Regions from separate parts of the Mus musculus genome. Here all the other regions are linked to region 1. Evidence: chromatin contacts called from public HiChIP or PLAC-seq, Micro-C and promoter capture Hi-C data. All regions are on one chromosome and are shown on one strand. The core of a region is the stretch at or near the end of the contact, and the rest is flanking DNA. Distances in the headings are between cores, read along the strand shown. Region 1 holds the start of Large1 (LARGE xylosyl- and glucuronyltransferase 1). Region 2 has its middle 550 kb from the start of Isx. Region 3 holds the start of Smim7 (small integral membrane protein 7). Region 4 overlaps Nwd1 (NACHT and WD repeat domain containing 1). Region 5 holds the start of Sin3b (transcriptional regulator, SIN3B (yeast)). Region 6 has its middle 570 kb from the start of Large1. Region 7 overlaps Large1 (LARGE xylosyl- and glucuronyltransferase 1).

Evidence for each region. Promoter capture Hi-C pulls out the DNA fragments that hold promoters and counts their contacts. A called contact is a pair of places that touch in the nucleus more often than the background predicts. HiChIP or PLAC-seq counts read pairs in DNA pulled down with a chosen protein or histone mark.
Region 2: a promoter capture Hi-C map of stem cell-derived epiblast-like cells shows a contact between it and region 1, with 7 times the contacts expected there. The contact joins the enhancer-like site here to the promoter of Large1 in region 1. A contact is called at or near these places in 8 of 39 promoter capture datasets (the 3T3-L1 cell line, the C10 cell line, embryonic stem cells and 3 more), 7 of 115 datasets of contacts at active chromatin or transcription factors (embryonic forebrain, embryonic stem cells, forebrain and 2 more) and 1 of 9 other capture datasets (embryonic stem cells).
Region 3: a Micro-C map of embryonic stem cells shows a contact between it and region 1, with 8 times the contacts expected there. The contact joins the promoter of Smim7 here to the promoter of Large1 in region 1. A contact is called at or near these places in 3 of 484 Hi-C or Micro-C datasets (embryonic stem cells and uterus) and 2 of 115 datasets of contacts at active chromatin or transcription factors (embryonic stem cells and pancreatic cancer cells).
Region 4: an H3K4me3 HiChIP or PLAC-seq map of embryonic stem cells shows a contact between it and region 1, with 4 times the contacts expected there. The contact joins the enhancer-like site here to the promoter of Large1 in region 1. A contact is called at or near these places in 3 of 39 promoter capture datasets (cranial neural crest, embryonic stem cells and stem cell-derived epiblast-like cells), 2 of 484 Hi-C or Micro-C datasets (cortical neurons and embryonic stem cells), 12 of 115 datasets of contacts at active chromatin or transcription factors (embryonic forebrain, embryonic stem cells, neural tube and 3 more) and 1 of 9 other capture datasets (embryonic stem cells).
Region 5: a contact with region 1 is called in an H3K4me3 HiChIP or PLAC-seq map of stem cell-derived neural progenitor cells, with 4 times the contacts expected there. The contact joins the promoter of Sin3b here to the promoter of Large1 in region 1. A contact is called at or near these places in 6 of 39 promoter capture datasets (cranial neural crest, embryonic stem cells, hippocampal neurons and 2 more), 6 of 484 Hi-C or Micro-C datasets (embryonic stem cells, muscle stem cells, rod photoreceptor and 1 more), 8 of 115 datasets of contacts at active chromatin or transcription factors (the NIH/3T3 cell line, astrocytes, embryonic forebrain and 2 more) and 2 of 9 other capture datasets (adipose tissue and embryonic stem cells).
Region 6: a contact with region 1 is called in a promoter capture Hi-C map of liver, with 2.5 times the contacts expected there. The contact joins the enhancer-like site here to the promoter of Large1 in region 1. A contact is called at or near these places in 9 of 39 promoter capture datasets (the 3T3-L1 cell line, the C10 cell line, cranial neural crest and 4 more), 3 of 484 Hi-C or Micro-C datasets (cerebral cortex and forebrain), 13 of 115 datasets of contacts at active chromatin or transcription factors (SST interneurons, bone marrow-derived macrophages, cardiomyocytes and 6 more) and 1 of 9 other capture datasets (embryonic stem cells).
Region 7: a contact with region 1 is called in an H3K4me3 HiChIP or PLAC-seq map of bone marrow-derived macrophages, with 3 times the contacts expected there. The contact joins the enhancer-like site here to the promoter of Large1 in region 1. A contact is called at or near these places in 4 of 39 promoter capture datasets (the 3T3-L1 cell line, embryonic stem cells, hippocampal neurons and 1 more) and 7 of 115 datasets of contacts at active chromatin or transcription factors (bone marrow-derived macrophages, embryonic forebrain, embryonic stem cells and 2 more).

The regions. Positions count from the first base shown.
Region 1 is chr8:73,351,481-73,355,902 of GRCm38.p6, forward strand. It overlaps Large1 (LARGE xylosyl- and glucuronyltransferase 1), which reads right to left and starts at 2,060. Exons shown (of 15, transcript NM_010687.2): 1 at 986-2,060.
Region 2 is chr8:74,325,596-74,330,017 of GRCm38.p6, forward strand. No RefSeq gene overlaps it. Among named protein-coding and RNA genes, the nearest start is that of Isx, 550 kb to the right of the region's middle. Within about 2 kb of position 2,131, at least 8 of the 459 cell types and tissues checked have an H3K27ac peak or open chromatin away from gene starts, as enhancers often do. A contact at or near this core is called in stem cell-derived epiblast-like cells, where this site is marked.
Region 3 is chr8:72,568,459-72,572,880 of GRCm38.p6, forward strand. It overlaps Smim7 (small integral membrane protein 7), which reads right to left and starts at 2,590. Exons shown (of 5, transcript NM_172396.3): 1 at 2,546-2,590; 2 at 2,416-2,457; 3 at 1,508-1,560; 4 at 398-488. The coding sequence starts at 2,571. Tmem38a (transmembrane protein 38A) reads left to right here and starts at 3,365. Exons shown (of 6, transcript NM_144534.2): 1 at 3,365-3,769. The coding sequence starts at 3,646.
Region 4 is chr8:72,674,798-72,679,219 of GRCm38.p6, forward strand. Nwd1 (NACHT and WD repeat domain containing 1) reads left to right here. Exons shown (of 19, transcript NM_176940.5): 9 at 307-465. Among named protein-coding and RNA genes, the nearest start is that of Nwd1, 30 kb to the left of the region's middle. Within about 2 kb of position 2,689, at least 19 of the 459 cell types and tissues checked have an H3K27ac peak or open chromatin away from gene starts, as enhancers often do. A contact at or near this core is called in embryonic stem cells and stem cell-derived epiblast-like cells, where this site is marked.
Region 5 is chr8:72,720,893-72,725,314 of GRCm38.p6, forward strand. Sin3b (transcriptional regulator, SIN3B (yeast)) reads left to right here and starts at 2,378. Exons shown (of 19, transcript NM_009188.4): 1 at 2,378-2,516; 2 at 3,152-3,258. The coding sequence starts at 2,418.
Region 6 is chr8:73,918,968-73,923,389 of GRCm38.p6, forward strand. No RefSeq gene overlaps it. Among named protein-coding and RNA genes, the nearest start is that of Large1, 570 kb to the left of the region's middle. Within about 2 kb of position 1,839, at least 4 of the 459 cell types and tissues checked have an H3K27ac peak or open chromatin away from gene starts, as enhancers often do. A contact at or near this core is called in liver, where this site is marked.
Region 7 is chr8:72,813,808-72,818,229 of GRCm38.p6, forward strand. It overlaps Large1 (LARGE xylosyl- and glucuronyltransferase 1), which reads right to left. Exons shown (of 15, transcript NM_010687.2): 14 at 4,269-4,422; 15 at 791-2,214. The coding sequence ends at 2,017. Among named protein-coding and RNA genes, the nearest start is that of Gm39198, 29 kb to the left of the region's middle. Within about 2 kb of position 1,999, at least 44 of the 459 cell types and tissues checked have an H3K27ac peak or open chromatin away from gene starts, as enhancers often do. A contact at or near this core is called in bone marrow-derived macrophages, where this site is marked.

The DNA.
Region 1 (4,422 bases), core at 810-3,309:
AGACTCAGTAAACTTCCTGTGACATTCACAGAAAATGTAAGCTGCTCTTTTGCTCCCTCGGGATATCATTTTAATGGACTGAGTGACAAAATTCACAGATTCAGAATTCAGCAGAAACCTACTCAACTGAGGTACATCAGCACTGGAACAGGGAAAACAAAAAAACAAAAAACAAAACCCAAACCAGTGCATCCCTATTAAAAAGGGTCACCCAGGAGATGGACTGGGTCAGCAAAAGACAATCTGTTCCCTCTCAAGTGACCCATTTAAAGTCCAGAAGTGCACAGGTTTAATAAATCTCACACTGGTAAAGACAGCTTATAGAAAGAACTATCCTTACAGAGCGGGGGCATTTCAAGGCGATGAACAGTATAACTTCATGATAAACATACTTATCATTCCAACCTCCAGAAGCAATGACATTTACAGGAAGCTCTGAGTAGACACTGATGACTACAAGAAGTTTAGTGTAACAGGACAGACCAGGTATGTTGGTTGGGACTCCCCCTCACGGGTATCCATGCCATCCAACCACTTTATCCTAAAGAGCTTTTGGAAAATGTGGATGCATACACCCAACCCGGCCTCTTTTCAACCTATTGGAAAGTTCTCTGGGCATCCCATCATAAAAGGCAGGTGAACGTCGAAGAAAAGCAGGAAGGGTCCCAGGGTGGCGGGAAAACAATACCTCCAGGTGTTACTAAGAACCTGCCCCCTACACACACACACCAACTCGCTCTTGCCTATCAATATCTTGTACACCTAAGAGCATGTCAGGCCCTGAGACAGATCCTGGGGACACTAGAGATTGGGGTCTTCCACCTCCTGCTTTTCCGGGACTCAAAGCCAAGTCAGAAACGGTGTGCCCATCCTTTTTACTAGCATCCTAAGCACACCGGGTACCAGCCACAGGTTTGGATAAGTTGTCCAGCATTGCTCACTAAAGCGTTCCCACGATGGTTCTCTCGCACATCAGGGCTCTTACCTTGGCCTTGACTACATCCAGGCAGAGGTACACTCCGAAAGAGCTGAACCGCGTGGTGCCACTGACGCCTACTAAGTGCAGTGGGTCCTGGTGGAGATCCCAGCTGGAGCTGTTCTAACCCGACCGACCGACGGTGCCAAGCACAGACTTCGGGACAGCCTTGGGCTCCAAATATCAATAGGAAAGGTCCGCCTTGCCGGGACTGAGCACTCTCCCTTCTTTCTCCTCCTCCGAGGCGGCTGCCGAGAGCTGCTCTACGCCAGAAGGACTCTTCCAAGCCCTGGGCGCCTCGCATGGGCAAGGGCCTGGGGGCCGCCCTGGGTTGGATCCGGGAAACCAGCGCCAGGAAGAAACGGGGAGCCGCAGCTCTGCCGGCTTCACCTTCCGCGCCCCTGACCGCTTAACCCCTTCAGGGCAGGGCCTGCCCGCAACCGGCCCGGCCAGGCAAGTACACCGGCAGCCCCAGCCACGGAGAAGAGGCGAGGCAGGAGGCAGGAGGCTGGAGGCAGCTCAGCCGGACCGAGAGACCAGCGTGGCGAACGAGCACTGGGACCGACCGTAGCTGCTTGCGGTGACCCTCCCCCCCACCCCCCGGGCCTGCGCCGCCCGCCCGCGGCTCCGCGAGAAGCGGGCGCTGAAGAGGGCCTCGCCCGGGCCTGGGGCGCGGGACCGGGGGCGCGGGGCCGGGATAGATGCTCCTTGGAAGGTCACGGCCGCCGGGGCGCCGCGAGCGGGACGCAGCCCGATGGGTGCGGGGAGCCCGGGCGGGCAGCCCCCGCCGCCACCTTGGAGACGCGCCGGCTTCCCGGAGCGCTCAGGTTTGGAGCCGCTCGTCCGCTGCAGACGCTGTGGGCAGCCTGGAGCCGCGAACGGACAGGCGCGCGATCCCCGCTTCCCGCGCGGGGCCGGGAGAGAATCGCTGTGCGGGGACCGGCGTGGGAGCGCGCTGGCGGGCGCTGGTGTTGGAGCTCCAGGCTAGTCCAGCCGCCGCCGCGTGCTTAGAGCGTCGGGCTCGTTCGGCAGCTGCAGTGACTGTGTGTCTGTGTCATGTCTGTGCAGCTGGGGGGCGAGGGGGAAGGACCGCGATCCTGGGCTGGGTTCCGAGCGGGGGCGGGACCGGAGCCCGCCTCGGGGCCACGCCTCCTCCCCGTGATCGCATGGACAGCCAATGGGTAGCGCCAGGAATGTGCGTCTCTAGTGCCCGCCCTGCCTAGGCTACGCCTACGACCAAGCGCCTCCCTCCGCTCCTTGGTTCATTGGAACGCAGGCGGATGAAACACCCGGAGCCCGGAGCCCGGGCCGGGTCTCGGGAAAAGGGTGCTAGCTGGAGCTCCCCGCCCTTCTTTCCCGGACTCCGGCTACCCCAGATTTGGATGAAAGAGAGTGAAGAGAGGCGGGTTGAGTTCGCAATTGTTGCTTCCGGTTTGCGAGCAGGGTGGGTCACCGTGCCACTCCTTTTACAAAATAACGGTTTGGGGGGAAGTAGGAAGTTTACCCTGCTTTTCCTTCGGTTGGGAACGCGGCTCTCCCCTAGGTTGACCGGTCATGGGGCAGCCAGAGCTGTGAAGAGGCCCGATTTGAGCGGTTTGACATCATCTTGCTTGGATTCTGGATCCAAGAATCCTGTGCAAGACTCTGGTCCCCCTCACCAGAGGAAACTACATTTTTGTGTCCATATATACACGCATAGATGCACCTCCTTTCTAATTTTACTCTTGCTCAGAGCCCCGCTTTCAACGTCCACTAAAGGGACATCTAAGCCTCCGGATGTTGATGAGGAAGGTGAGGATGCGGAGAGTCCGCCCGGACTGCGGAAGGAGCGGAAAGATTTGGTTATAGTAAAGGGGATGGGATGTCCCTTGGGAGAATACCCTCCCTTGAGGCTGAAGCAGAGCCTGGGTGAGAAAGAGGACCAGAGCGGACGGTCTACTCCCACTGGAAGACGGAGCTCCGAAACTGCGATCCAGCTTCCGGGTTTTTTCCTCAACTAGGTCCCTTGGCTTCTGGGGGCCCCTTCCCCCAGAGTCCCCACCTCCCCCAATCCGTAGGAGCCACTGAATCTCTGTCTTCCCCTGCGCTTATCTCCTCCGGCAGCCCACCCACTGTCTTTTAATGGCTGGGGAGGATGGAGAGAGGTGGGATGCCTTAGAAAGGGCTTCCTATCTCGGGACTCTGAGCTGACTATCTTACCCGAGGTGGAGCATCACTCTAATCTCGCATTCGAAGATCCAGCTCCTCTCTGATCCCATCCCTCATCCCCAGCTCTGGCCTTGATACCTACACCCTTGGACCGTCCTTTGACCTGCTCGACACTCTCGGCTTCCCTGCGTTCTCTAGAAGCCAGGACCCCTTTTACCACCAGCAGGGGCTCTCCCTCAGTTCCCAGCGCTGTTTACCTAATCAGTAGGAGCCTAAGTCTTGGAGGATGCGAACCGAAGGTAGCGGTTGCTTCGGAATAGTTAACTGCGATGCTGGGGTCCTGATGTCTTATCTCTACCAGAATAAGTCTTACCACGAACGTTGCAGGGATAGCAAATCGTATCTGGGTTTGATGCCATTATTGTGTCGGAAAAGAACATTATATGGTAAAATAGTATCTAATATCCTAAAAGCCATTAAAGTGTCAAAGTTTAATGCCAAGCCTTTTAGCTCGAAGGCAGCTCAGTTCTTCCTCTAACATACAGCTTTGTTCTAGAACTCCCAGAAAACAAAGAGATCGTTTTATTTTATTTTATTTTATTTTATTGCAGAACGGCAGTCCTTTCTACTTTCTTCCTCCTCCCCCACACCAGCCCCCACCTTGGAACTGGGTAAAATTGAAGCAGTAATGTGTGCTTTCTTTTTATTTATCGCTTCGCTTCAGTTCATCAATGGTGTAAAAATGCATTATTACAATACATTAACATGTTAATAAGGGAAAGGAGAGTCTTGGAATTCACAAGCAAAAGAGGAAATAATTGAATTAACATCAGAAACTCAAATATGATGAATGTGGGAAAGAAATGTCTCCATTAAAATGGCCCAAAAGTGGTACTTTGTCTACATCTTGAAAAATATGAGCGGGGTAAAGCGGAAGCAATGTTCACTGGGGTCAGTGAGGTGCCATAGTTACTACCAGATTTCCTGATGTTGCATAGCATGTGTCAACAAGCTCATTGAATGTGAAAAAGCTTCTCTCAATCAACCCAAGGTTACAGTTGTACACCACTGATGTAAGGAATGGGCTAAGTGGGGAGTTGGTTAAACTGTTATAACCCCCATACGCCACTGGTAATTCTCCCTCATTTTAAATTTTTCCTCTCGAGAACTGTTAAGCTCTTAAATTTCACAGTCTAAGCAAATGTAAGTCTGTGGTTTGAGTGTGTGTGTGTGTGTGTGTGTGTGTATCCTGAAGTTGGAGGTGATTGCCTAGGAATTATGCCTCCTTGACACAAACC
Region 2 (4,422 bases), core at 881-3,380, 970 kb after region 1:
ATACTAGACTCCTGTCTGCTACCATAATAGAGTATCATTAATAGTGCCGGGGACTAGTGCTTCCCATGGGATGGGTCTCAATTTGTGCTGGTTATTGGTTAGCCATTCCCTTGGTCTCTGCTCCATTCTCAATCCCTGCATTTTTGGTAGACAGGATAAGTTTTAGGTCATAAGTTTTATAGGTGGGTTGATGTCCTTATCACTCCACCAAGCTTCCTGCCTAGCCACAGAAGGCAGCCTCCCAAGGCTCCATATCCTCAATGCCTTGAGTCACAGCTAAGGCCATCCCAATTGATTGGGTACCTTCCCTGTTCCAGGTCTTTGTCTCTTCCTGGAGATACCCCTAACCCAGACTAGTCATTTGCAGATTTCCATTCATTCTCATGACCAACTGGCCATCCCCCCTGCTCTTCCCCACACTCAACCCCAAATATTCCCCTACTACTTTCATGTTCTCCTCTCCCATCAGTTCTCTCCTTCTATCTGCTTTCTATGACTATTCCATTCCCCATTTCCAAGTGAAATTCAAGCATCCTTGTCTGTGTCCTCCTTCCTGCCCAGTCTCCCTGGGTCTGTGGAGTAATAGCGTGGGCATCCTGTATTTTATGGCTAATATCCACTTTTAAGTGGAATACATACCGTGCATGTCCTTTTGGGACTGGGTTACCTCACTCAAGATGATATTCTCAAGATCCATTCATTTGCCTACAAGATTCATGATGTATTTGTTTTTCATAGCTGAATAATATTCTGTTGTGGAATACTTACCAAATACTACTGAAATAACCTAGTGGGGAAACCCCCACTCAACTGCCATGTATCTCACACAGGAGACAGTGGATTCGACCACAAAGCTTGGAAGCTAGGGGTTTTTATAGAAAAGGAGTGGGGCTGGTGGAGGAATTGGCGCTGTTTCACATGATTGGTCCATTTAAACATCAGCAGCCTGCTAACATTTAACTTAGGTCAGAGGGGTGGGAGATAGGGAGGCGATGGGCCTGCCCGGGCATGTCCTGGTCTGTTCTGCTATGTTCTCAGCCCCAGGTTTCAAAGCTCACAAACAACTCTTTGGGCTATTTGACATACATTACATGAATCACAAGTCACAAGTTTTATTTCCTTTCATTACCAAACTTTCTTTATCAATTCTTAGGTTGAGGGACATCTGGGTTGTTTCCGTTTCTGGCTATTACAAATAAAGCTGCTATGAACATTGAGCAAGTGTCTTTGTGGGATTAGAGAACATCTTTTTGATATATGCCCAGGAATGGTATAGCTGGGTTTTCAGGTGGACTATTCCCAGTTTTCTGAGAAAATGCCAGATTGATTTCCAACTTGATTGTACAAGTTTATACTCCCAGCAGCAACTAAGGAGTGTTCCCCTTGCTCCACATCCTCACCAGCATTGAAGTGGCTTTGTATTTATCACCATGCACAATACCCAAATCCAAGTGGATCAGGGGCCTCAATATAAAACTGGATACACAAAATCTCATAAAGAGAAAGTAGGAAATATCATTGAATGTATTAGTACAGAAGACAATTTCCTGAACAGACAACCAGTGGTTCAGGCTCTAAAGTTAACAATTGATAAATGGGGCCTCATGAAACTACAAAGCTTTTGTAAGGCAAAGGACAGTGTCAATAGGACAAATTGGCAGCCTTACAGATTGGGAAAGGATCTTTGCCAACTCTACATCTGACAGAGGACTAACATCAAAAATTTATATAGAACTCATTAAGTTAAACACCAACAACCCAAATAACCCCAATTTAATGGGGGCACAGAGCTAGCCTGAGAATTCTGAACAGAGGAATGGCTAAGAAACACTTAAAGAAATGTTAAAAGTCCTTAGAAATCAGGGAAATGCAAATCAAACGTCTTTGAGATTCCATCTTGTAGCTGTACAGCAACCATGGATGAACTGGGTATACCAGAAAGGGAGTCTGGAAATTAAAAAGGATGGGTGAATGAGAGAAGGATGAAGCCAAGACAAAGGTTTCTGATCAAGGCTCAAAATTAAATTTTCAGCTCTGTATTTATATAGGCAAAACCCACAGACCCATCCCTTTGTTCCAGCTGGATTGAGTTGCAAAGCAAGCTCAGCAGGCAGCCAACTCCTCAAAGCTCTGGCAGGGAATTGCAAATGCCAGGAGCAGACTCTGGACAGGAGTTGTTTAGCCTACTAAAGGCTGGTGGAAGGAATTGCCATCTTATACCAGTCAGCATGACTAAGATCAAAAACTCAGGAGATAGCACACTTTTCTCTTTCTTTATTTGCCTCACATCAGGAATTTGGTTGAAGCAATGAGAAAAACAGTAATAATTGTTTATGTCTTTTCTATGCAACTAGGTGGAAAGTAATCTCCAAAGTATACCATGATGGTCTTGTTGTAAGACATTGCAAAGGAGACTGCCTGTTGGCATGTATACAGGGGACAAGTCACTGAAGTTTGCTTAGGAAACCAGGGACCAAATCCTAGCTCCTCTACTTGCTACATATAGTTCAAGAATGCTGGTTGATGAGAATGTTTCACCTGGTTATAGGGGCAAAGAAATTCCAGCCCACAAACATGTACTGGGATTCTACAAAGTTCCTGAAGACAATTTCTTAATTCTGACAGCAAATCAAAAGTGAATAAGTGGCTCTGGGAAAATTAGGATCATAACAGACAAAGATAACAACAATAACAAGGAACCCTTGGGAAATCTTCACCTCGATGCTCAGTTAGGTACATTCAGTAATCTCCAAAAATTCTGAAATGTAGGTAAAGCTTAATGTAATTCAAGTGAAGGGGCTAAACCATATTTGAGCCTAGATCTGTCAACTTGAGGCTCTCAATACACCGCTAATTCTATTATCTTTAGAAGCAATTTTATTGCCCCTACCCAGTCAAAATGCTTATTGGTGTACAATATCCTAGATTTTAGAAGGATTCATTGACATCGTTGAAATGTGTTCATTTTTGACCTTTGACTGGCCATAGCCAGATAAGAATTTGCACCTAAAGGCTCTTCAGACATGAAAGGTATTTAGCTTGGCTCTGGAATTTGGAGACTTATTTGACTTTCCTGACGTTACCCTTGGGAAATGCTGAAGTACACATGTGGAAATTAAAAACCTTGTCTGCTGATTTTTTTTTCAGCTTTTTCTAAGACCTGGATGTTTGTTAAGAACATGGTATAAAATGACTGTTGAAAAAAAAGTTCCAGTAATATAGACCCTTTCCTGATTTGACCATGTCACTCATGATGATTAGAAAGAAAATAGCCCCACAACCTCATAAGGAGTGGCACTGTTATGGGGTGTGGTTTTCTTGGAATAGATGTGGCTTTGTTGAAGGAAGTGAATCACTGGCTTGGAAGTCTCAGATGCTCAAGTCAGGCCTTCCTGCTTCTCTTCCTGCTACTTACTGATCTGTATGTTGAACTCCCATCTTCTCCATCACCATGTCTTCCATGCTTCTCACCATGACAATGCTTTATTAAACCTCTGAAAGTATAAGCTAGCCCCAAAGAAATGTTTTCCTTTATAAGAGTTTTTGTGGTCATGGTGTCTCTTCACAGCAATAGAATCCATGACTAAGACATGTTTCCAAAGGGTATCACCACAAGACATATCTAACTTATCTCTTTAGCCCTTGCCTCACAAAACTAGTGAAGACACAATTTTCTTCTTCTATTTTATGTCTTAGAAAACAGAAAATGAAAGTGTTTGCTAAAGAGATACTACTAGGCAGGCTCAGATGAAATAACCTTCATTTTCTTGCAAATATCCACTGATTTCCTTTGAAAACATACCCCATCACATATTAAAGAAGTGTCACAGTTAATCTCGGTTGTCAACTCTAGTGACTTGAGAAGTCCTAAATTAGCAGCACATAGCTCTGGGCGTGCGCATGATAATATTTCCAGAGAGCATTATATCACAGGGACTGTGACAAAATAGATGAAATAATCCCTTAGTGGATTTGAGCTGTGATGACTTATTGGGATATGGTAAAAAGTAGAAGTTGGGGCTTAGTTGGAGGAAGTAGGTCATTGGAGGTAGATCTTCTAAGGTAGGTCATTGCTAGCTGCTTTATGTCACATTACCCACTTCCTGTGAGTCAGGATGTTTTGATTGGCTTCCTTGCTATCATGAATCAAAGAAATTTTCTCTAACATTTGCTCAATGGGATAATAGACTGAAATCTCTGAGGTCCTGGTCCCAAATAAATATTTCCTCAAGTTGTTCTGTCAAGTGTCTTTGTCACAATTATCAAACCAACTGATATGGGGAGATTCTTTCCTAGGTATATAATTTCTAATCCCAGCTTGTCATGATGACAAATTTTCTATATGACATAGATGACTTGGATATCAATAAAACAATAGTTCTGATATGATGATCAAGATTTGCTAATTTTCATTGTGTAACT
Region 3 (4,422 bases), core at 1,340-3,839, 780 kb before region 1:
AACAAACAAACACCAAAACAATCAAAGAGAATGGCTGTAAAAAACAGAAGCCAGTAGTAAATCCTACCTGCTGGCTTCTACTAAGGCTTTGAAGGCAGGAACATGCAGTCTGTTGGACTTTGAAGCCATCCAGTACAGGTTAACACAACATCAGGGGTGGGAGACACATGGCCAGATTGGACTTAGAGACCACCCTCCAATGTAACCAGAGTTCTTATTTTGGAAGAAGGGATAGCCCTTGAGCTTCAACTAGGGGCTGATAGGATGGCTCAGTAGGTGCCCCATGCCAAGCCTGATAACCTGAGTTTGATTCCCCAGGACCCACATTATAAACAGACAAACTGTGAAAAGGGCAGGAGCAGGTAATGAATGTGAGCACCAAGCAAGGTAAACTTACACGATCATGCAGAGCATCATGAACACATTCCACAGTGCGATGAAGATCCGGAAATACCTCAGGCTTAGTAAAAACTCTCGGATGTTGTCTCCTGCAAAGCCAGAAAGTATGGTTCATGAGGCTGTAACCCAACCTACTACCAAACATCTGTGGCAGCCCCTGATGCATCCTTGTGGAGCACCAATTCCCAATGCCTCTGAATGGTGCAAGAATGGGCACGTGGCTCAAGTCTGTCCAATTAGAGTTCTTCCTGAGCCGTGGGTCCTAGTTACCAGGCCCAGGTTGGCTAGACTGAGAATTTGCCATCTCCACACTTTGTGGCCGAACTTAGAGCACTGCATGCGCACCAGAACACATCACCTGCCATCGCTCTGGTTTACCTCCTTAGCTTTTTGTTTTTTGTTTTTTTTTTTAATAAATGTTGTTGGTTTTTTGTTTTAAAATAGAGCAGAATATGTTTAAGTCAGAGGACAAACTATCAATTCTCTCCTACGATGTAAAACCTGGGGAATTGAACCCAGTCAGTCTTGGTGGCAACTGCCTTTGCCTGATGGGCCTTTTAGCAGCTTCTGTAAATTGGATTTTGAGACCAGGTCTCACTCTGGGGCTGAGGCTGGCTCAAAACTCTAATCATATCCACACTTGTCATGGAAAGGACCTCTGCCATGTCACATCAACCCACGCTGGCGGCGGCAGCAGCGGCAGCGGCAGCAGCGGCAGCAGCAGCAGCAGCGGCAGCGGCAGCAGCACCTTCCTGACACCCACTTTCACTATCCCTCCAGAACACCCTCTGAATCGCCCTGGGCTGAGTCCCACAGGGCAGGATCACTTTCTTTACCCACACCCCGACAGAGCAGTCAGCTAAGTGGCTGGCAATATGGTACGCACTCAATAAAGCTGATGAACAGAGCATGGTGGAGTACTCTTGTCATTCAAACACCTAGGAGGCAGAGGCAGAGGCAGAGGGAGCAGGCATTCAAGGCTAGTCATGGCCCTCTAATACCACATCTCAACAATAAAAAGGAAAAAGAGAGGAAAGCGCAGGTTGGTGAGAGAGAACAGGCACCCTGGAATCGACTTAAAGTGTTGAAGGTAGAAAGACATGCTTACCTGTGCTGGGTTCCTTCGATTCTTCCCCAAAGCCTTGTGTGTCCTTCTTTTTCCTATAAAGAACAGCAGATAACTCCAGCTTTCCGTGAAACATAAACACCATCGGATTTCCTGACCCTGACACTCAGCTAGGAAGGGCATGAACTTCAGCTCTGCCCCCGACTTGCAGTGTGACCTGGGGCAGTGATACAACCCTCTGTGAGACACTCTCAACCAGCCTAGTCCATCACAGCTGGGTGTGCAGCCACAGACAGGATAGAGTGGGTCCAAGAGCCAGAAAGGCATTCTTGAGGGATAAGCCTGAGCATGAGGCTCTTTGGAGATGCAAGCAATCCCAGGGTGCAGATTTTTTTTTGTTTGTTTAATATTAATCTGCAAGTAAGAATGAGTGTGCCGGGCCGGGCGTGGTGGCGCACGCCTTTAATCCCAGCACTTGGGAGGCAGAGGCAGGCGGATTTCTGAGTTCGAGGCCAACCTGGTCTACAGAGTGAGTTCCAGGATAGCCAGGGCTACACAGAGAAACCCTGTCTCGAAAAACCAAAAAAAAAAAAAAAAAAAAAAAAAAGAATGAGTGTGCCATCCCGCAGCAGTTGTGTGGAGATCAAAAGGACAATCAACAGGATTTCTACCATGGGGGATCCGGGAATCGGACTCAAGTAGTCAGGCTTGGCAGCAAGCGCCTCTGCCCGCTGAGCCGTTCCCTGGTCTAGAGAGTACAGATTTAAAGATCCTGGAGTGATACAGAACTGTCAGAGCCTGGTGAAGCAGCGCGGAGGCGTGGCTAGAGGTAGGATTAGTGGGGCGTGGAGCATGCACAGGGCGGGACTGGCGGTGACCAAGGGTGTGGGCGGGGACTGGCTGTGGGAGGGCCTGGCTGTCTGGGACACCGCCTGTCGCGGCCTACTCACAGTTTAAAGTTGAGCACAGCCCCGGCGTTCATCAGTAGCGTCCTGCGGAGGGACAGTAACGGTCAGTAAGGGTCACCCCCACCCCTCTGACTGCCACTCTCCGACCTCTAACACCCCTCATTCATATTACCCGAACAGCAGTATGTCTCCGATCATCCTTACACCCAAGGCGTCCGTCAAACCGGAAACGGAAGCCGTGATGAGGGGCGGAAAGTGGAACGAGAACTGACCAATTCTGAATCAGCATTGGTTGGGTTCGACTGAGGATGTAGCATGATGTCACCTACAGGGCGGAGCTTGGGGTGCGCGCGCGCATGCTCAGTGTTACGTGCCACAGCTGGTCCCTGCTGTTGATGCCGCTCGGGGGTTGGTTGGGCTATGGATTCCGGGCTACAGAAATTGCGCCCTTGACCCTTGAGCCGCCCGTGAACGGCTTGGATATGGATATGGGCGCGGCAGATGCCTGAACTCCAAAAGGACTCCACTTGGGTCCCCACGGAGAACTGCGATCCCGGCTCAGAGTGCATAGAGTCAGGATGACCTCCTGCCTGAGTTGTACCTCCCACGGACCTCCCAGGTCTGACTCGAGTAACCCCACGGAGAATGAGAGTCCTGACCGGACAGACTTACAGAACATAAGGCCTGGATTAAGGTCTACAGAGGATGGATCTTAACTTGTGGGGCCTCCTGAAGCGGGAGGGTCCTAACTTAGTGGATCCAGTCTGGGCTGGGGTCCACAAAGAGGAGGGTTCTGACTTGTGGAGCCTTTTAGAGAGACAAAACCAAACAGAACGTGAGGGTTTGGTTGAGGTCCCCTTGTGGGAGGCGGGGTTCTGACTTTGGATCCTCAGGAATGAAACATGATATTCTTGGCTGAGATCTTCCGAGGGCGCGGGTTTTGAGGGAAATAGGGGTCCTGAATTGGTTAGTCCCATGGAAAAGGGACAGGATTCTAACTACGCAGATGTTTAAGGACAAGATTCCCTCTTGTGTGTGCTGGATGCAGGGGACAGATCGCCTTTTTGGCTCTGTTGAACGAGTTCTGACGTCCCTACGGCCCCGCATTTTGGGCTCCCGGCTGCTAGGAGTCCCCCACCACCCCTCCTCTCCCGAGGGGTGGGGGCAGGCGGGGGGCGGTGCCTGGCAGTGGGGCGGGCTCAGTGGCGAGGGAGCATTCGTCGGGCAGCGGGGCGCGGGACGCACGGGGCCGGGGAGGCGCCCTCCATCGCCATGGACCTGATGTCAGCGCTGAGCCTGGGCGAGCTAGCGCTCAGCTTCTCGCGGGTGCCGCTCTTCCCTGTTTTCGACCTCAGCTACTTCATCGTCTCCATCATCTACCTGAAGTATGAGCCAGGTGAGTCGAGGATTGTAGGAGTTACCAGGAGGGAGGTTGCCCCTAGCTTGATGATGGAGACGAAAGGAGGAGACAGGCTAGATCCTGGAGCTGGATGGGGGAGGAGGCAGAGGCTGAGATCGTGGAGTGCTCCCACGCTCGCGCAGGTGGAGGAGCGAACCCTGGGGACAGAGGCGCTGTGGAAAGGAGGCTGCAAATGAGGTGGGAGGGAAGAAAAGGAGCGCTCTTGTTTACGGTTAGGAGGACAGGTGCTGCGGGGTTGGGGTTGAGGGCGGGGGCAACGAAAAGGCCAGAGTCAGGTTAGAGCAAGGATTCCTGAACTTAATCTTGGGCAAGGGGGATTGATGGTGGCGAAGGTTCCAAATCAAGGATCGGACCTGCCTGGGCGAGGGTCAGATGTTCTGGACGTCAGCTGCCATGACCTCCCTTAACGCCCTTGAATTGACTGCCTGGTGACTATATAAGGACTGGCCATGCTGGGTGCTGCGATCAGGTTCGGGGGAAAGTGACACCCATGTCCCCTCTGTACTGCATCTTTTGGCATCTTCTTCCCTCCCTTCTCACATGCCAGCTGGGCCAGCTCGGGCCTGGGATCCTTCCCACTTATGGAGCCTAAACCGTTCCAGGACAGGGCAACTTTGGGTCAGCTTCCT
Region 4 (4,422 bases), core at 1,439-3,938, 680 kb before region 1:
ATCTGTTCCATCCACCTATTTTGCCACCCACTGTCCATACCTGTGATTTTCAAACAATAGACATTCTTACTCAGGAGACACTTGGCAAATCCTGAACACATTTCTGAGAGTTATACTGCAGATAGAGGTTGCTGGCAGCATCTGGGGTGGAGTCCTGGTCAAGGCTCCACATTACATCAATCACAGCTCAGTGCCCACTACAGAGACCCATCAGCCTCAGTGCCAGAAATGTTGAGTTTAAGAGTCCAGGAAGACAGGATGACCATTCTCCAGCTCTCAGAATGATCCATTCCTTGTCCTCCACAGGGAACATGAGTTGGATCTCATGTCGGGGCATCTCTGGAGGCATTGAGGTCCTGCTGGATGATTTTGACATGTGTGCCCCTCACATGAACTCTCCTGAGGTTGATCTGGTTAGAGAAGCCATCCAGCTGTGTGGCCCTGCTGTGGAGCTCCGGGGCCTGGGTAAGTGTCCTGGCCTGACAGGCTATGTTGTGTACTTGTCTCTAGAAACACATTCTTCCCAAGTGACTGCAAGTTGATTTTTCACCAACCTACACATCCATCTGTCAATTATTCATTCATCTGACCATCCACCCATTCATCCACCTGTCTATCCATCTACCCATTTGCCCATTGATCCCTCAACCTTCCGTTCACAAATCTATCCACCCATTCACACATCTATATGTGTCTGTTTTCATCCACCCACTATGTCACTTTCTTGTTTAACTCCATGATGCCTTCTTCAAAACTAACTTGCAGGATTTGGAATGTAGACAGGAAGAACTTTGAAACAAAACCTGAAAAACCAATGCCTACCTCCCTCTGTACCTGCATTTTTCTTTAGACAGATCCAGGCAGGAAGTAGTTCAGGGGAATGAAGGGAATTGTGTTCAGACTTAATAACAGGAGACAAAATAAGTCACTTGGATTTTGTTTTTGTTGTTTGTTTTTCAAGACAGGGTTTTCCTGTGGAGCTCTGTTTGTCCTGGAACTCACTGTGTATGCCAGGTTGGCCTTGAACTCACAAATATCCACCTGCCTACCTCCCAAAGGATTTTTAATGGATGAAATCCAGAAAAGAAGGAGAATTGCAGGAAGATGACTCAGTTAACAATGTGCTTGCTATGAAAGTGGGCTGACTTGCCCTTAGATCCCCAGTGTGCATGTAAGAAGCCATTGTGGTGCTGTACGTCTCCCATGCTCTGTGTGGGGTAGAGGCAGGAGGATCAGAGGATCTGCTGGCCAGTTAGTACAGCTGAACTTGTGAGATCCAAGGTCAGTGAGGCCCTCTTACCAAAGTGGAGAGTGGATGAAAAAAAAATACCTTATGGTGACCACTGACAGCACATACATGTGAGCATGCACATACATGAGTATATGAATATGAACACATGAGGATGTACACATACAGGCATGTGAATGCACACTTGAACATGCACACACACAAGGCACATACAAGCATGCACACACACAAACATGCATACATGCATACATGGAGCATGCATATGAGAGTGCACATATGAATACAACACATACAGAATAATTACTGTAGGTAGATGGGGTGATGCACCTGCTTTTCCAGAACTCAGGAATCTGAGGCTGGAAAACTACTGCAAGTTCAATGCTAGCCTGGATTACATAGCCTGAGCTATGGTGTGAGACCCTACTTGAACAAACCACACACATATGCACACACATGTGTACACACAAAGGAGAAAGGCAAATGTTCTATGAAGATTCTCCTTCCTTCCTTCAAGACAGAGTCTCAGTGTGTAACTCAAACTGGCCTCAAAGCCACAATACTCCTGCCTCAGTCTTGTGGTAACAGGTGTGCCGCAGTCTAACCTCTATTGGGTCTCCTATCTGTGGGGAACGAATTTCTGGTTGCAGGTGGGCAAGGAGTTGGTGAGAATGGGGTGACAAACAGACACGACACAAGGGAGTGTGTTGAATCTGAATGCATTGTCCAAACGAACACCAGACTTTTTTATACAGAAGAAAAACAAAAAAAGCCAGGTGAACACATCCACCAAGTTACATTGACACAAAACAAATAAGAATGCATACATAAAAAGTTGGCGGGGACCAGGCCACATTTACCACTTAAAATGGAGCCAGGTGAATGCTCTGATGCAATGCTAGTCTATTGTTAAACTCACCACCAGGGGTTCTTTAGTAAATACCTGATTACGCTATTCCTCTGGACCTAGTGAAGAAACCTGTACCAGGGGAATTCCCTTCCACTAACTCTTTCATGTGACAATCCACCTATTTGCTAGGCCATTGTGTATTCCTGTGTTTGGGTGTGACTCAGCTATTGTCCTAAGTAATTACTATGCAGACTAGCCCTGAGCTTTCCTAGTTCTGTACTTTGTAATGCCTAATTAGTATCACAGTCTCTACTAGAAGTGAATTTAAGTGTTACTGAATAGGTAACATTCTTAGTGAATTCCAAGCTCAGGGTCGGCTTCAAGGATTTTCTAGGAACCATTGGAACACTGGTGGAGGCTTAGCTATGTCAAAATCAAACCTTAAAGGCACTTATAAGAAAACAATTCTGAAAGAGAGCACATGGATCCAAACACCAGACTAACGTGGGGACAGGCTTTGAATAAACAGGCTATGGGAATGCCAAGGTTCCAGGAGGCTGTTTCTGTGAAATTCTTTGCCTCAGGACTGCTTTCAGGCTTTAGGCCGGTAGGTAAAGCAGAGTGCACTGGAGTGGTCGAAGCACAGGTGTGAGCCATCATGTGCAGCTTTATGACAACTACCCCTTCTGGGCTTGAGGAGCTCTCCTGTTTGTCAGTTCGTGTTCCGGATGGTATCTTGTTTCATGTGCTATTTCTTATCTACTTAAGTGCATTTATTTTTTATTCTGTGGGAGTATGTGTGTACCCCAGTACACATGTGGAGATCAGAGGTTTCATTTCTCTCTTATCTTGTGGCCCTGGTGAATGGCAATCACCTTTGTCTGTGAAGCCATTTTGTCTGCCCCAAGATTTTATTTAAAAGTAAATTTGGAGTGGGGAGTGGAGATTGGTGCTGGAGTCCCAGGCTAGAACCCCAACATTGGCAGTTCCCAGAGACATCCTAGCCTCTCACCTGACTCAACAGGTGACAAGATGCATGGAGGAAGATCAGGTGTTCAAGGTCTGCCTCAGATACATAAGACACACTGACAAAAGAGAAAGTAAGGAGAGAGGGATGGAGGGGTGGAGGGAGGGAGGGAGGAAAAGGAAAATTAAACGAATGGGGAAAAGGTAGGTCCTGTGCCATGGCTCAGTTAATAAAAGTGTTCTTTGTACAAGCATGAGGACCTGAGTTCAAATCCCTAGCCCCACTTAAGAGCTCAGTTCACCAGCATGCACCTGCAAACCCAGGGGTACAGTCAGGCAGATCCCAGTCTAGCTGAATATGTGAGACAGGCTCAACGAGAGGCTTGATCTCAAAAAGTACATGGCTCATTACATAAAGGTTCTTGTGGCAAGCCTGAGGACCTGAGTTCAGTCCTGGGACCTAAGTGCTGGGAATAGAGAAGTGATTCCCACAGGTCCTCCATTGACTGCCACACAGGCACACAAACTAAGAACAAAAACAAAAACAAAATGTAATGTAAAGAATTAAACTGTCAAACAATTCAAAGATAAATTGGTAATCTTAGAGTTTGGTAAACCTCTGGGTGTGTTCTATGTGTATTTCAAATAGGTGTCAGTATGTCAGCTAGGTGTGTCCTGTGGATATCTTTGTCCCCCATATTTGTCTGATGTGTGTGTATGTGTGTGTGGTGTGTATATATGCATGTGTGTGTATGTATGTATGTATGTATGTATGTATGTAGTGTGTCTGGTGTATGTATTGTTTGTGTGTAGTGTATGTGTGTAGTGTGTGCCTGGTATGTATATGGTGTGTGTATGGTATGTGTGTCTGATGGGTATGTCTTGTGTATGTGTTTGTATATATCTGATATGTGTTTGTCTATGTGTGTGTGATATGTTTAGTGTATGTTATATGATGGGTGTGTCTGGTGTATGTGTGTGATGTGTTTGATGTGTATGCCTGGTGTGTGTGTTTGATGGGTGTGTGTGTGGTCTTGCAGCGCAGCGGTCATGGGGGAATAAAGGGAGTGGGAGAAAACCCGTGTTCCACCAGAGTTCTGGTGCTCTGGGCGGGTGGACGCAGAGGACGGCCACAAGCTTTCCATGCGACCCCGGGTGGGGGTCTGGCTGTGGGAAGCTATGGACCCAGCTTGCAGGGGTGGGGTGTTGGGGGGGTGGACAAGGGGCAGTCCTAGGTCTCTGGGCCTCACGGAGGCCAGAGATAACAGGTTCTCAGTCTCAGGCATCCCAGACACCACTGTACACTGCAGAAGAGCTGAGAACAAAATAGAGGCCCCCCAGGATGTCTTGGTCAGCCCCA
Region 5 (4,422 bases), core at 1,128-3,627, 630 kb before region 1:
TCTCTGTAGCCCAGGCAGGCCTCAAACTAATGATCCTCCAGTCTCACTTCCAGAGTACTGGGATGCAGGTGGGCATCACCATAGCCAGCTTCTCTGTCTCTGTCTGTCTCTGTCTGTCTCTCTGTCTCTCTTGTCTGTATGTTTAGTCTCATGTACATGGGACCATATACATACATGTGTATATTCACTTGATGGCCACAGGTTAGCCTTAGGTGTCTACCTTGACCACTTTTTACCTTACATACCTCAGGGTCTCCTGATGTCCTTGGGTTTCCATTGCTTCGATGAAACACTATGACAGGAGGCAGCATGGGTGTGTGTGTTTTGCTCCAGCTATGGAGGGTGCTGCTTAGTGGCTTGCTCCCCTTGGCTTGCTCAGCCTGATTTCTTAAACTCAGCAGGACCAGCAGCCCAGGATAGTCAGAACCCACAGTGGGCTGGAGCTTTCCACATCAACCATCAATTAAGAAAAATCCCCCACAGACTTGCCCACAGGCCAGCTAGATGGAGGCATTTTCTTGGTTGAGGTTCCCTCTTTCCAAATGACTCAAAACTAACATTGCAGTCGCTTAACCTGGCCAATGTAGTCATCTTGGCTTGCCACCTTGCTCTAGGATTCTGTCACTACTGCTTCATTGCTGGCCACCATGCCTGCCAGAAAACCACCTCTTCTGGGGTCATAAGTATGTGTATAAAGCCCCATTACTTTTGACATGCCCGGTGATTGCTGGAGTTTGGATTTGGCTGGCATGTGCTGGGAGCACATCCTCACAGCGTGGAGGGCACTGGCAGCAGGGAGGAAGCTAAGGGGTGAGAGCTGATTAGGTCCTTATGTTATCATGTGCACATAGGGATGCATGTGTGTATGGAAGCATGTGGGGGCCAGAGGTCCACATCAAGTAGTTTCCTCTTCTGATTTCCACCTTGTTTAAATTTAAAAGTTGTTTTATGAATATATGGATATTCAATTGGCATGTATCACATGTGTACCACATGTGCCTAGTGTCTACAGAGGTCAGTGAAGGTGCCAGATCTCCTGAAATTGGAGTTACAAGCAGTTGTGAGCCACTATGTAGGTGTTTGGAACGGAGGATAGGTCAGCCTGGAAGCAGAGGTCCCATGATCCAGGTTTGCACACATTTGTGAACGGAATCAAGGAATGTCACTCTGAGAGGAGTTAATGGGTAAAGAGCTTGCTCTAAGCAAGCAGGAGGATCCAGACTAGGGGCTGTGACCCCAGCACTACTGTGGAGACAGGTGGACCCATGGCCACTGTATCAAGTGAAGACAATGAGCTACAGGTTCAGTAAGAGATGCTGCCCCCAAAACACAAGGGCTGGGTGATAAAAGATTGTGCCCATCTCTGGTCTCTGTACACACACACACACACACACACACACACACACACACACAGGAGTGAGTTTACCTACACATATGTACACACACGTGCACACACACACATACACACCCAGTGCAAGAATTCAGTCCACATGGCTCTTGAATGGATGCTGCTCACCTACAGCCCATTGCTGTATCAACCTCACAGAATAGACATTCAGAAACTTGTTCCAGAAAGCACCAGAGCCTTGCAAATATCACTATTGAGGTCTTGGGTCAACACAGACATCTAAGCTTGTTTTCCCTCTCTCTCTTTTTGAGACAAGGTCAACACCTAACTGTCATTTTTTTTTTTAAAGATGCAGTCTTTTTTCTTTTTTTTTTTTTAAGTTTTATTTATTTAATGTATTTGAGTACACTACAGTGAAGGTTGTGAGCCTTCATGTGACTGCTGGGAATTGAATTTTAGGACCTCTGCTCGCTCCTGCCAACCCTGCTCGCTCCTGCCCAAAGACTTACTTATGATTATAAATAAGTAAACTGTAGCTGTCTTCAGATGCACCAGAAGAAGGCGTCAGATCTCATTACGAGTGGTTGTGAGCCACCATGTATTTGCTGGGATTTGAACTAAGGACCTTCGGAAGAGCAGTCGGTGCTCTTACCGTTGAGCGTTGAGCCATCTCTCCAGCCCCTAGAGATGCAGTCTTAACTATGTACCCCAGTTTAGGTTAGACCTCTCAGTGGTCTCCTCTCAGACTCCCCGGTACTGAGATCACAAGCGAGCCTGCACACTGAAATGTGAAGTTTATAGAATTAATGCGTTTTGAAATATTCTTCAACTTTGCTTTACTTTCTTTCCCTCCAACAAAACAAATCAAAAAACACTTTAGGCCTTCCAGGTGGCCACAGACCCCCAGGGCACATAAGTTGAGAAAGACCTCCCGCCCCGTCCAGCAAGGCCCTTATGTGGACACTCCCCTATTTGACGCCACGAGTCTCCACCCCCTAGGAGGCGGGGCCCGCGCAAGCGCGACCAGGGCTCAGGCGGAGGCGGGGCAGAAGCGGCTCTGACTTCCAACATGGCGCATGCAGGCAGCGGAGGCTCCGCGGGCCGGGGATTCGGTGGCTCCCGCTGGGGTCGTTCGGGCTCCGGAGGGCACGAGAAGCTGCCGGTGCACGTGAGTGATGTCCTTAGCCTCTTCCTGGGGACTCGGACCCCCGCGGGGATGGCGCCCCGCCGTGCGGCCCCGCCTTGGCCTCCTCTCTGCGCAGCCGGGCCCGGGGACCCCACACCCCTTCCGCGGAATCCTTCGGTCTTCGCGGCAGCCCCTCGGTTTCCCCCTAACAATTCATTTCCGCCGCTCCTCGGACTTCTCAGAGATACAGAGGTCTTTCTCGACATCTCTCAGTCATTCCTGCGATCCCTGTCATCCCCGGGACCCTTCGGTGCACCCCGAAAACCTTCGATCCTCCTAGTTGGCCCGTAGTTTCCCTTTTACGCCCCTCGGTCTTCCAAGGGATTTCGCGTCCTCCTCGAGACCCTTCGGTCGTCCCCGCCGGTCCTCGGTCCAACCCGGAACTCCTCGAGGCCCCTCGGGACTACCCGCAGGCTCTCGGGACTACCCGCAGGCTCTTGGTCCTACCCGCAGGCTCTCGGTCCTTCTAGTCGGACGTCGGCCCTCCCAGTAACACCGCAGTTATCCTCGCGGCCCTCTGCTGCCCCGTGCCACCCCTCTTCTATCCCTGGCCTTCCAGCCATCAGTCACTGCATCGCGCGACCCTGGCCCACCTCTGGCCTTCTTGTTCCCCACAGGTGGAGGACGCTCTCACCTACCTCGACCAGGTGAAGATCCGCTTTGGCAGTGACCCTGCCACCTACAACGGCTTCCTGGAGATCATGAAGGAGTTCAAAAGCCAGAGGTAATCTGCAGGGCCTTGTACACCCAGGAGCTGGGGGCTGAGCCCTCTAACCCCCAAACCAACTACACTGTGTCTCCTCAGCTGTTAATCATGCACAGGATTGGAGGGCCCTGGGAATCTCTTCTAAAACAGTCGCAAGATGAGGTGGTTCTGAGGAACTGATGGGATTCCTGGAAGGGGTGAAGGAATTGGGGAATCGAGGCCTGAACAGGGAGTGTTGGGTGTAGTCTTTATTTAAAATGTTGATTTGGGGGTGGGTAAGATGTCCCAGAGGGTAGCAGTGCCAGCCACCAAGCCTGACCACCCGAGTTTCAGCCCTAGAGAGATGAGAATTAACTCCTACAAGTTGTTGACCTGCCCTTGAGATCTGTGGTACATGCCCAAATACAGAAAATAAATGGGGTACAGATTTTGATTGTTTGGGGAAGCATTTTTTGTTAATACTGCAGGAAAATATTACTTATGATCTCTTAGCTCTTGTCCCTACGATGCTTTTCAATAGCACTTACTAATCTGGAACCAGTGTGGTATGAACAGGAACTGTTTTGTAGACACAGAGCAGTTAGGCGTATTGGGTTGTTTCTGAGTTAATGTCCGTGTCTTCTAGAATCTTCTGGGAGGTGTGGCTTGGTTTAGGTAAGGGACTCATCCTAGTGACAGGTGGGTGGAGCTAGAACCCAGGCTGTCAGTCAGACCGCTTCCCACAGATCTTGGTACTGACCTGCCTGTCTGCTCTCAGGAAGTGTAGACGGCCTGGGCTGGTTTCTTGTGGATATTCAGGGTACTGAAGCCAGAAGAAGACCCTCATGTCATTTCAACTTTACCAGTCCCCTAACTTGAAGGCTCTGGTGTTTAAACACTTCCTTTAGTAAAAAAATGAAAGTGTATCCTTACCTTTCCCTAATTCATAAAATATGAGGGAATTTCTCACATTGCTTGGAGAACTGTGTCCTGTTGAGTCTCAGCCCAGCACCTAACTCTTGAGACATCTTCAGAATTGGGCCCAGGAGCTCAAATGGCCTGGAAATATAGTTATGTAGTGTGTTATATACATCACACACACACACACACACAAAACTATCATGTATATAGTTATGTCTAGTTATAGTTCTTGCTAGACCTAGCCACAGGTGATTTTACATGGTGGGGCCCATTTGTTCAGTT
Region 6 (4,422 bases), core at 589-3,088, 570 kb after region 1:
GGCCTTTGAATCGGCCTTGAAAAGAGAGAGGTGGGGTAGACTAGGGTCTAACAATGCCCTTCAGGGACACATCTTCAGTGACCTAAAACCTCCCACAAATTCCTGTCTCCTAAAGTTTCTAGAACCGTTCAAAGGCACCATAGTACTAATAAAACATCGATTTTTAGGGGACACTTATCCAACTATAGCACTTCCTGTGACACTATTATCAAACTCTAAAGGCTGCAGCTTCCCTTCTAAGAGCTGGAATCAAGACTGACAAAACTTCCTTTACCTCTATTCCTTAAACAGAATTATAACTTGCTTGTGTTTTCAAAATAATTTTTTTCTAAATGTTAAAGGAAGCTGCAAGGTAAAAGCGACAAGACACATAGTATAATGATAGCCAACTCTAGGAACCACAGTGGACAGCAAGCACAGAGGGATTTCTTCATACACAAACCGAATAATAAGGAATCCCCCTCTTACCAAATTACTGCATTTGTAGGTCTCAGCCTTATGCGTGCTCTGATAGAAGGCTGAGTCAAAGGACTTGACCTGGGAGGAGGAGGGTAGAATAGCATGGTTGCAGGTTCCATATCATCCTGTAGAATCTCATCTGGTGCTGTGGTCTTTATGCCCCCAGTGGCTAATGCCTCCCAGGTCTTGGTCTGTAGTCAGCACTTCTCTTGAATGACTCAACTCCTCTTTATTTGTCTCCCTCTATGTTCCTTCTTCTCGTCTAGCACCTGGTGCTATCATCTGCCATGCTGGATAATAAACGCCAGAAAGAAAGTCTTTCCTGACTATTCTCCTGTATCCAATTGTCATTTAGTTGCTGCCAAGCAGCTTCCTCAAATCTCTTTTTTCCATCACATCCTCTCATTCACAACTTCCTCTGATCTCCAACTCCCAAGTCTTCCCACAATCGGGTCACTTTCATCACTCATCTGGATCATTGTCTCAGCCTCTAACTAGCTTAACTTCCTTTCATGTATTCCTCATAGAAGGAATAAAACATTTCAAATATAAATGCAATTAGATCATTCCTTTCCTGATTACATGTCTGAAAATTTCATCATATACTCAATGATTATAATTTCAAAAAAATCAATTAGAATCTGACTGTTTACCTTTTAACTCCTCTAGGACTACATCCTTACATACACACACCCATCTGCACATAATATTTGAACTTGGTGGCTTGACACGTGTGCCTGATCCTGTCATTCTGAGCCACTACACTTTCTCTAATATGTTGCTCTGATATATGGAACTTTGTCTAGCTCTTTCCTTTAAATGAAGGAACCCGATCCTTTGCCCTTTGTCTAGTTTCACCTAATAGTTGTTAAGTCTTACTTGCTCTACAATGTGTTCTTCTTTTTCAAGTGTGTGTGTGTGTGTGTGTGGGTGTGTGTGCAAGTATACATGCATATGCATGTAAAGATCACTGAACCTGGAGCTCATTGATTGGTTCAATAGGTTGGCTAGCAAGCTGGAGCTCTGCTTGTCACTGATTTTCTCCATCTTCAAAGTTATAGATGTGTGCCACCATGTCTAGCTTTTGCATCTTTGATGAGGAACTAATGATGAGACCTCATGCTTACAAAGCAAGCACTACTGAGGGAGCCATCTCAGCTGGCACTGAGTAGCTGAACACTAACTGGGACTAATACTGTCCATGACCTTGGATTCTGGAGCTTAGTTGAAAATTCACATAGAATGCATAAAAATGGAGTCACTTGACAAATATTGCCAGACTGTTGTTTTCAGTTGGGTTTTGGCAATGTGGACCAGAAAGACAAGGGCCAGACTTCTTTCTTGTCAGCAGGACATTTACCTTGAACTATGTGATTCATTACATCATTCCACAAATGGTGTTGTGTACTTTAAGCAAGCAAGTTGCCTAACCCAGTTTGTAGGCAGAGAACTAAGTTTGAAGAGAAAAGTTCTTTTTCTTTAATCTACTCTAATTTCACTTCATTTTTCCCTCTTGTTTCTCCTGTAGATGAAGCCCATACCTTGTCTGTATTTCCCATATCCATCTTAAGCAGTCTAGAGTGCTCTGGAGTCACTCTCCTTGTGCTTTCTTTAAGGATGTATTGGTGGGAACAAGGCTAATACATCTCTTAAGGTGGGGTTTTAACTTCTGAATTTATTACCCTGGATGTTCTCTCACTGGTAGGCCCTACTTGAAGTATCCTGCAGAGGAGGGGATGGTGAGGGAAGCCACCAAAGACAGAAAAAGGGATTAGTGTTCATTCCCCCCAGACACCTTCTCCTCCTCATGCTGATTCTCAGTCAATAAGAGATTAGACAGGGGAGAAGGTTTAAACATAGCTATGCTTGTTCTCATTTCCTGTTAATCCTCTTCCCTCCATTCACACTCTAACACATGTACAGAGTCCTGGGCATGAGTCGGTGGATGAGCACACCCACCCACACAAAGCCTCCTTTTGGTTTTGGACTTCTCTGGGAAGCCACAAGCAGAGATTTTTACTTTTATTTTCCAGAAAAATGCAATTCTGACAGTAGTGGAAGAATCTTGTGGTCTTTGAGATCTGCGTAAGATAAAGTGAGAAAGGAGAGGTGTGGGTAAGAGGAAGGAAGAGAGAAAATAACCAAATGGAAAGATGTTTTCATCATGATTGTGGCTGGGAGAAAGAGACCCTTAAGATTAACATAGGAAAAAGTAGAAACTATGGAATACCACATGTCCATAAAAAAACACCAAGTGCCAGATTCCTTTATCTTCTATCATGAAAACAGTCTCTTAGAACAGACATGGAACCTGCTGATACCCTCACAAACTTGACTTTTACTGTTCAGATAGATGCTATACTCTTTCAGTAGAGGCATCTATACTGAAGGGAGGCTTCCTGGCTATGTTCCTTATATGGGAATTTACATGTTCCTCTCTTCAGTTTAGCTAGATTTCTGCTTCTTGAACTATACCTCTCTTTTGCTCAGGGTGAGTTATGGTAATACCTTTAATTGTTTTTTATTTCTGTTTCTTTTAAATATTTCTTTACTCTCCAGTGTTTGAATATTCAATGTTTAACTTCCATTGATGCAGAGAAATTACTTTCATTGTCAACTTAAAAATTCTATCTTAAACCATACCCTACTTGGGACAGAATAGCTTGCCCCCCACCCCCAACTATTGGCTCCCAAGTTGTTCAGTACATCCTTAGTTCAAAAGCAGTGATGGGGTGCAGAGTCTTCAAGATGGATACAGCTCTCTGCAAAGACTGTGAATAAGCATTTTAGAAACTGGTTTCATACCTTCATCTGAAGGCACCTAGACTGCAGGCAGATAGAACCAGGGCTTCTTTCCCCTGCATGGAAGCAATTTACTGGCTGTTGTTTATTTAAAACTGCTGGCCTGCTTTTCATTCCCAATATGTGACAAGTATGGAAATCAAATGAGAGAGAATAGGAAAATTCCTCAGCACAGTGGCAAGCCCCTTGATAGTCACAGAATAAATAGAAAATCTTCCTGTGTATGTGTGTTGGGGGTGCATGGAAGAAGGATTTGGACACTACAAAAAACAAGATGTGTGTCTCTTGGATAAAGTTTTAAACCCTAGTGTTGTGTATATCACTCTATCTTGCCTTTCCTCTGTTTTCCCCAACTCCAATTGCAAAGTGCTTTATAATAATGGTTGGTTATAAGTGCCAGTTGGTACTGGAGTTTTTAAATTATATTTATCTTCTGTGTGTGTGCAGGTATGTGTGTGTGTGCAGGTGTGTGTGTGTGTGTGTGTGTGTGTACATGTGAGTGCAATGTGTGAACCATGGTACAGATATCAAGATAGGAAGGTAACTTTCAGGATTTAGTTCTCTCCTTCCATCATGTGGGTTCCAAGAACTGAACTCAGGTTATTCGTGTTGGGAAGTAGCATCTTTACCTGCTGAGTAGTCTCATCAGTCACATTGCCTTTATTTTCATCACAGCCGTCATTGCCATTGCTGTCTCAGTGGTCCTCATGGTCCTCTTCTTTGTTCTCATTATCAACATCTTTTTACTTGAAGCTTATTTTATTTTCTCTATCTGCATTTTCCTCCCTGTGGGATCTAAATAAGAAAGCTGAGTAAATTATATTCTCTAAACTTTTCTGCCACTTGGGTTCTTTTTTGGCTTTACTGGTAAGGAGACATTGTGAGAGGAGAGAGGCCTAGGTTTCTTCCCTTGTTTCTGCCTTTTTAAATTTTATTTTATTTTATTTTATTTTATTTTATTTTATTTTATTTTATTTATTTATTTTGGTTGTGTTTCTGGAAAGGGCTGCATCCCTTTGTGATCCTAGCAGCTCTCTTCTTGGTGCCTAGAATCTCAGCATGAGGCACTGTCTAGTACTTCCCAGCAGAACTTCCTGCTTGGCTCCACCACTGCCTGGAGCCATCTCTAGGCTGGGAACAAGGACATCTCTGCCTTTAGCT
Region 7 (4,422 bases), core at 749-3,248, 540 kb before region 1:
ATATTGTCCACTTGATAGGATCTAAAATTAACTAGGATAATCACCTAGTTATCTAGAATCATCTAGTTAACTAGGATAATCAACCTCTAAACATATCTGAGAGATTATCTACATTAGGCTAACTCAAGTGAAAAGTCCCTCGCAGAATCATCCCATTGGATGGGGTCCCTGATTGAACAAAAAAGGAGAAATCAGTCTGAGTGCTGATCCTCATCTCTTTCTGCTTCCTGACTACAGGTGCAATGTGATCAGTTGCTTCAAGTTCCTGCTACCATGCCTTTCCTTCCAAGATGGGCTAGATTCTCAAACTCTGAACCAAAATAAACACCTTTGTCAGATGTTGTCCTAGTAACAAAAGAAGTAATGAATAAAGACACAAACTTGTCTGTACCACTGTGACAATTAATTCTAATTACAATTTTCTTCATTTTGTATTAATTTAGGGGAACACCCTTGAACATACCACATGTAGTGGTCTCATTGATTGGACTATCATGGGACTCTACAGGACAAGATATCCCTTAAAGACAGGCTATTCAATTGAATGATACTGTTTATCATAGTTTGCATACTTAAAATGTAAAACATCTGGCTACAGTGGTGAGACAGATGCACCATGGAAAATCTGAATTTTCCTTGAATTGGGAGGGAAACAAAGGTGACATTTTAGACAAGAGAAAGATGAGATATAAGAACAGAAAGTGTGAGGTGCTGTGCACAGATTTGACTTTGCCTTCTAGACCAAGTGTGTCATGTGGCTTCTTACAAGGGTGGGAGGGAGAAGAGGAAGAAACAGTCTGTACTTCATTTATTGAATGCAGCTTTCGCTGGTCACATGTCAACTCAATACAAACAGCCCAGTACAGGGTATGCCATTAGCTCTTGTTCTCATCAATGTAAACACAACATTAATAGTGAAGAGTAAAGAAAATGGGTCCAGTGTCTTCCATATGCACAATGAAGAGGTTCGTGCCAACACTTGGACAGGTCCTGAGGGGAAACTAAGTTCATCAGCTCCCTCACTTTCAACAGTGAGGCAGGGAAGAACACAGAGATACCTGACCCATTTCTTCCAGTGGCTTCAATGTAGTCATACAAGTGTTCAAATTGGACTTCTGTGAACTGTTCAAGTTCTTCTATAGGCCCAAGAAGGGAATCATACCTTCTGTGAGTGCTGAAGTAGTTCCATGAAGCCCTTTCCTTGTGGCTTGGTGATGGTCCATAGAAAATGTGAGTTGCATATAGTGTTTGGACTCATATTTCTGTAGTCCCTGTCATAGTACTGGATCTAGAGAGTGGAAACTTGGAATCAGGTGGTCTCAGTGTTCATCATGAAGGAAGCTGTTCACCCAGGAACATCCTCCACGGGTGCTTGACTTGCAGGGCCACTGCTGCTGAGGGGTGTTGATCGAGGGAGTTGATTTTTCTTTCAGAGCTTTAAGGATTAGATTTTTTAAAAAACTTAGATTTCTAGATCAAAATGAACAAAATCCCCCAAATTCAAACAACTCAAAACAAAACAAGAGTGACTTTGAGAATAAACAACCAATTCATCCCTCCTTCAGGTCCCTCATGTGTAATGTCCATATGAGAGTCTCCAGATGTTTGTTTGGGTCCTTGGGTTGCTGTCCATATGGGTACCCAGCTAGGTGGCAGGATACATTTCCATCGTAGGAAGCTTTATTGCTCTTACTTTCTCAACAGCTAAGGTTTGACCCATAACTGTTAAAAAGCAATGGGAATATCCAGAAGCCCTGACTTGGTCTGTGGCTTTGTGATGATGTTAAACTCTTCATTTGCTTCCACTCTTCTATGTCCCATCCTGGAAGCACCCATGGTGGGCTGGGTCTCTGTCCAAGACTTCAGAAGAGAGCAGCTTTGTGGGGCCAAAGAGACAAAGGGAAACAAACCAAAGAAAAGCAGTGTTGGCTTTTGTCTTCAAAGGCTGGGCCCCAGCAGGAAGTGGTTCTTCCCTTGTGGCACGTCTCTCCCTAGTGGTGGCTCTCCCTAGTAGTGCTAGCTGTTGTTCTCAGCTGTGAGATATTTCAAGGCAGCAAAGCCATATCGTCGGGACATGTCTTGTTGAAACTCTTCCTTCAGGGTTTTGAGACAGATGCGGTATTGCTTGTTGGAACGGAACTTAGTGATGTCGAAACTAGGGGCATGGGGCATGTGGATCATGTAGGCATTGGGCAACACGGTGAACTCATACTCCTAGAAGGAGGAAGACAAGAGTAATGAGAGATCTTGTAAGAGCTTTGGGTCATGTATGATTCTGAATCAAGGGAATGGAGAATAACACCAGGAAAGGCCACAATAGCTCCAGAATAACTCGCTTCAGGGTCCTGTCCATGAACTTATATAAAATATCAGAGTCATCTGAAGTTTGGTTTTCTCATATACAAAGTGAGAGTGATAAAATCTATCCTGAAGTATGATTATGAGGGTAAAACTCATACTTTATGGGAAAAAGAAAAACAGAACACATGTCCACTCCAGCGGCTCTCCATATAGCACATAGTCAAACTCTAATAACGTTACTATGCAATCTTCTCTTGGACAGTGAACTTTCATCTGTTTATGTGACAGTCTTCACAAAAAGTATAAAAAGAGGGGACAAAAGAAAAACAAAAGGCAAGGAAAAAAAAGCAAATGTTAAAGCTCAATGTGGTGACTCATGTCTATAACGCAGCACTTAGAAAGCCAGCATGAGAAGACTGCCATGAATTCCAGGTCAAACATAGCAAGTTTCATCAGTCTAAGCCTTAGTATAAGATCCTTTCTTAAAAATAGACATATAAATAATTATGTAAATAAAATACCCAAATAAAAAACTAAATGTTTAGCTATATTAAAGGTTAAGAATAATAAAATTTTCCTTGACTTCTTATAAGTGAACAGTGGACACAAGTTTAGGACATGTAACAAAGATAGAACCCAGCACATGCACAATCTATCTATATATATCCTTACTCCAATTTGGATTCATGTCATCTACTTTCTCAGCCCAGAGCAGACAAGAATAAACTCAGCAAGGCAAACTAAGGACAGGAGAGGCAGATGCATCAGGCAGAAGACAGCAGCTAGTGGTAACATTAAAAAAAAAATCAGAAGAACATGCAAGACTCTAGGGCCCACCTGTCTGGGCATTTTACACAGAAACAGAGTGGGCTACTCATCCACCAGGCTCTATAGCTGTGGCTCTGTGAGTGCCTCACTATCTTAAGTCACTGGAATGAAGATGTCTGATGAGTGCTATAGGCAAATACAGGAAAGTATATGGTCCACTTGCAAAAATTCTGTGAATGTGTCTAAAACAGAGGCTAGGCCTTTGTGACAGGGAAAAAAAATAAACTTTTTTTGAATGGTCACCACACAACACTGTTGGGCCCAGAAATACCACTGTTCTTGCTGGTAGCAGCAATGGTAGGCTAGGATTCATGGTCTCTAAGCAGGTTTATCAGTCAGGACATGGGTACCAATAGATGGATATCATGTTTTGTTTTGCTCAACATGGATACTGTTCCACAAAGTCGGTAGATTCTCAGTCACCTGGGATGGCTCAGCTTCAAGGGAACATGTGTCTCATGAATAGCAAATGGAGTTGACAAACTACAGCCTGTCTGGTTTGCTTCAGCTGTATAAATGAAGCAGTAGTGAAGCCTAGCCATGAACATTATTTAGAGAGCACCTATGGACGAACAACAGTGGCAGAGCTGAGCAGAGCGACTTTCAGGTCTCACAAAGCTCCATGTAATTACCATCTAGTCCTTTTCAAAACTGTATAGTACCTAGCTTAACCTATTAAAATTCTGTAGACGTCTTCTGAAGCAGATGTTTGCTACGTATTGTGTAAATGAACAAAGGCTTTCAAATGGAACATAGTCTAAAAATCTCTGTTGTTTTAATTGAAGGGCAGAATAATTAGCAACATTTTAGTGGCATGTTTTGTGCCACTTACAGTGAGGCAATCATACACGTTGGTGTCCAGTCATAAGCAGTAATCCTGTGCTTATTTTCTTCACCAGATGGTGGGGGTAGGAAGCTCTCATTTGCTTAACCCTGGCCAGAAACCTAGTTCCTATGCAAGGGAAGAGGAAATGTTTGAGGTTGAAAGCCCAGAAAACAGATTCACATGTGTTAGTTCCTCAACACATCTTGTTCCTCTGAAGGTTCTTTGGAATCTTGTCTCCAAGGTAGTTTTTCAGCTCTAATATCTGCCTATCTCTCCTCCCCCACATAGTACCAGGCCAGTGTTTTGTTCTCACCTGTGCATCCAATTCCATGATGTGAGCCACTTTGTTCCAGCCAAAGCCCACAAATCTCCGATCATACTCAGGGCAGTCTCGTCTCACAACAACATATGGCTCAAAATCAGCCTCCCACTCAACCTGGTAAGGTGTGGTGGCAGTCCGCCACTTG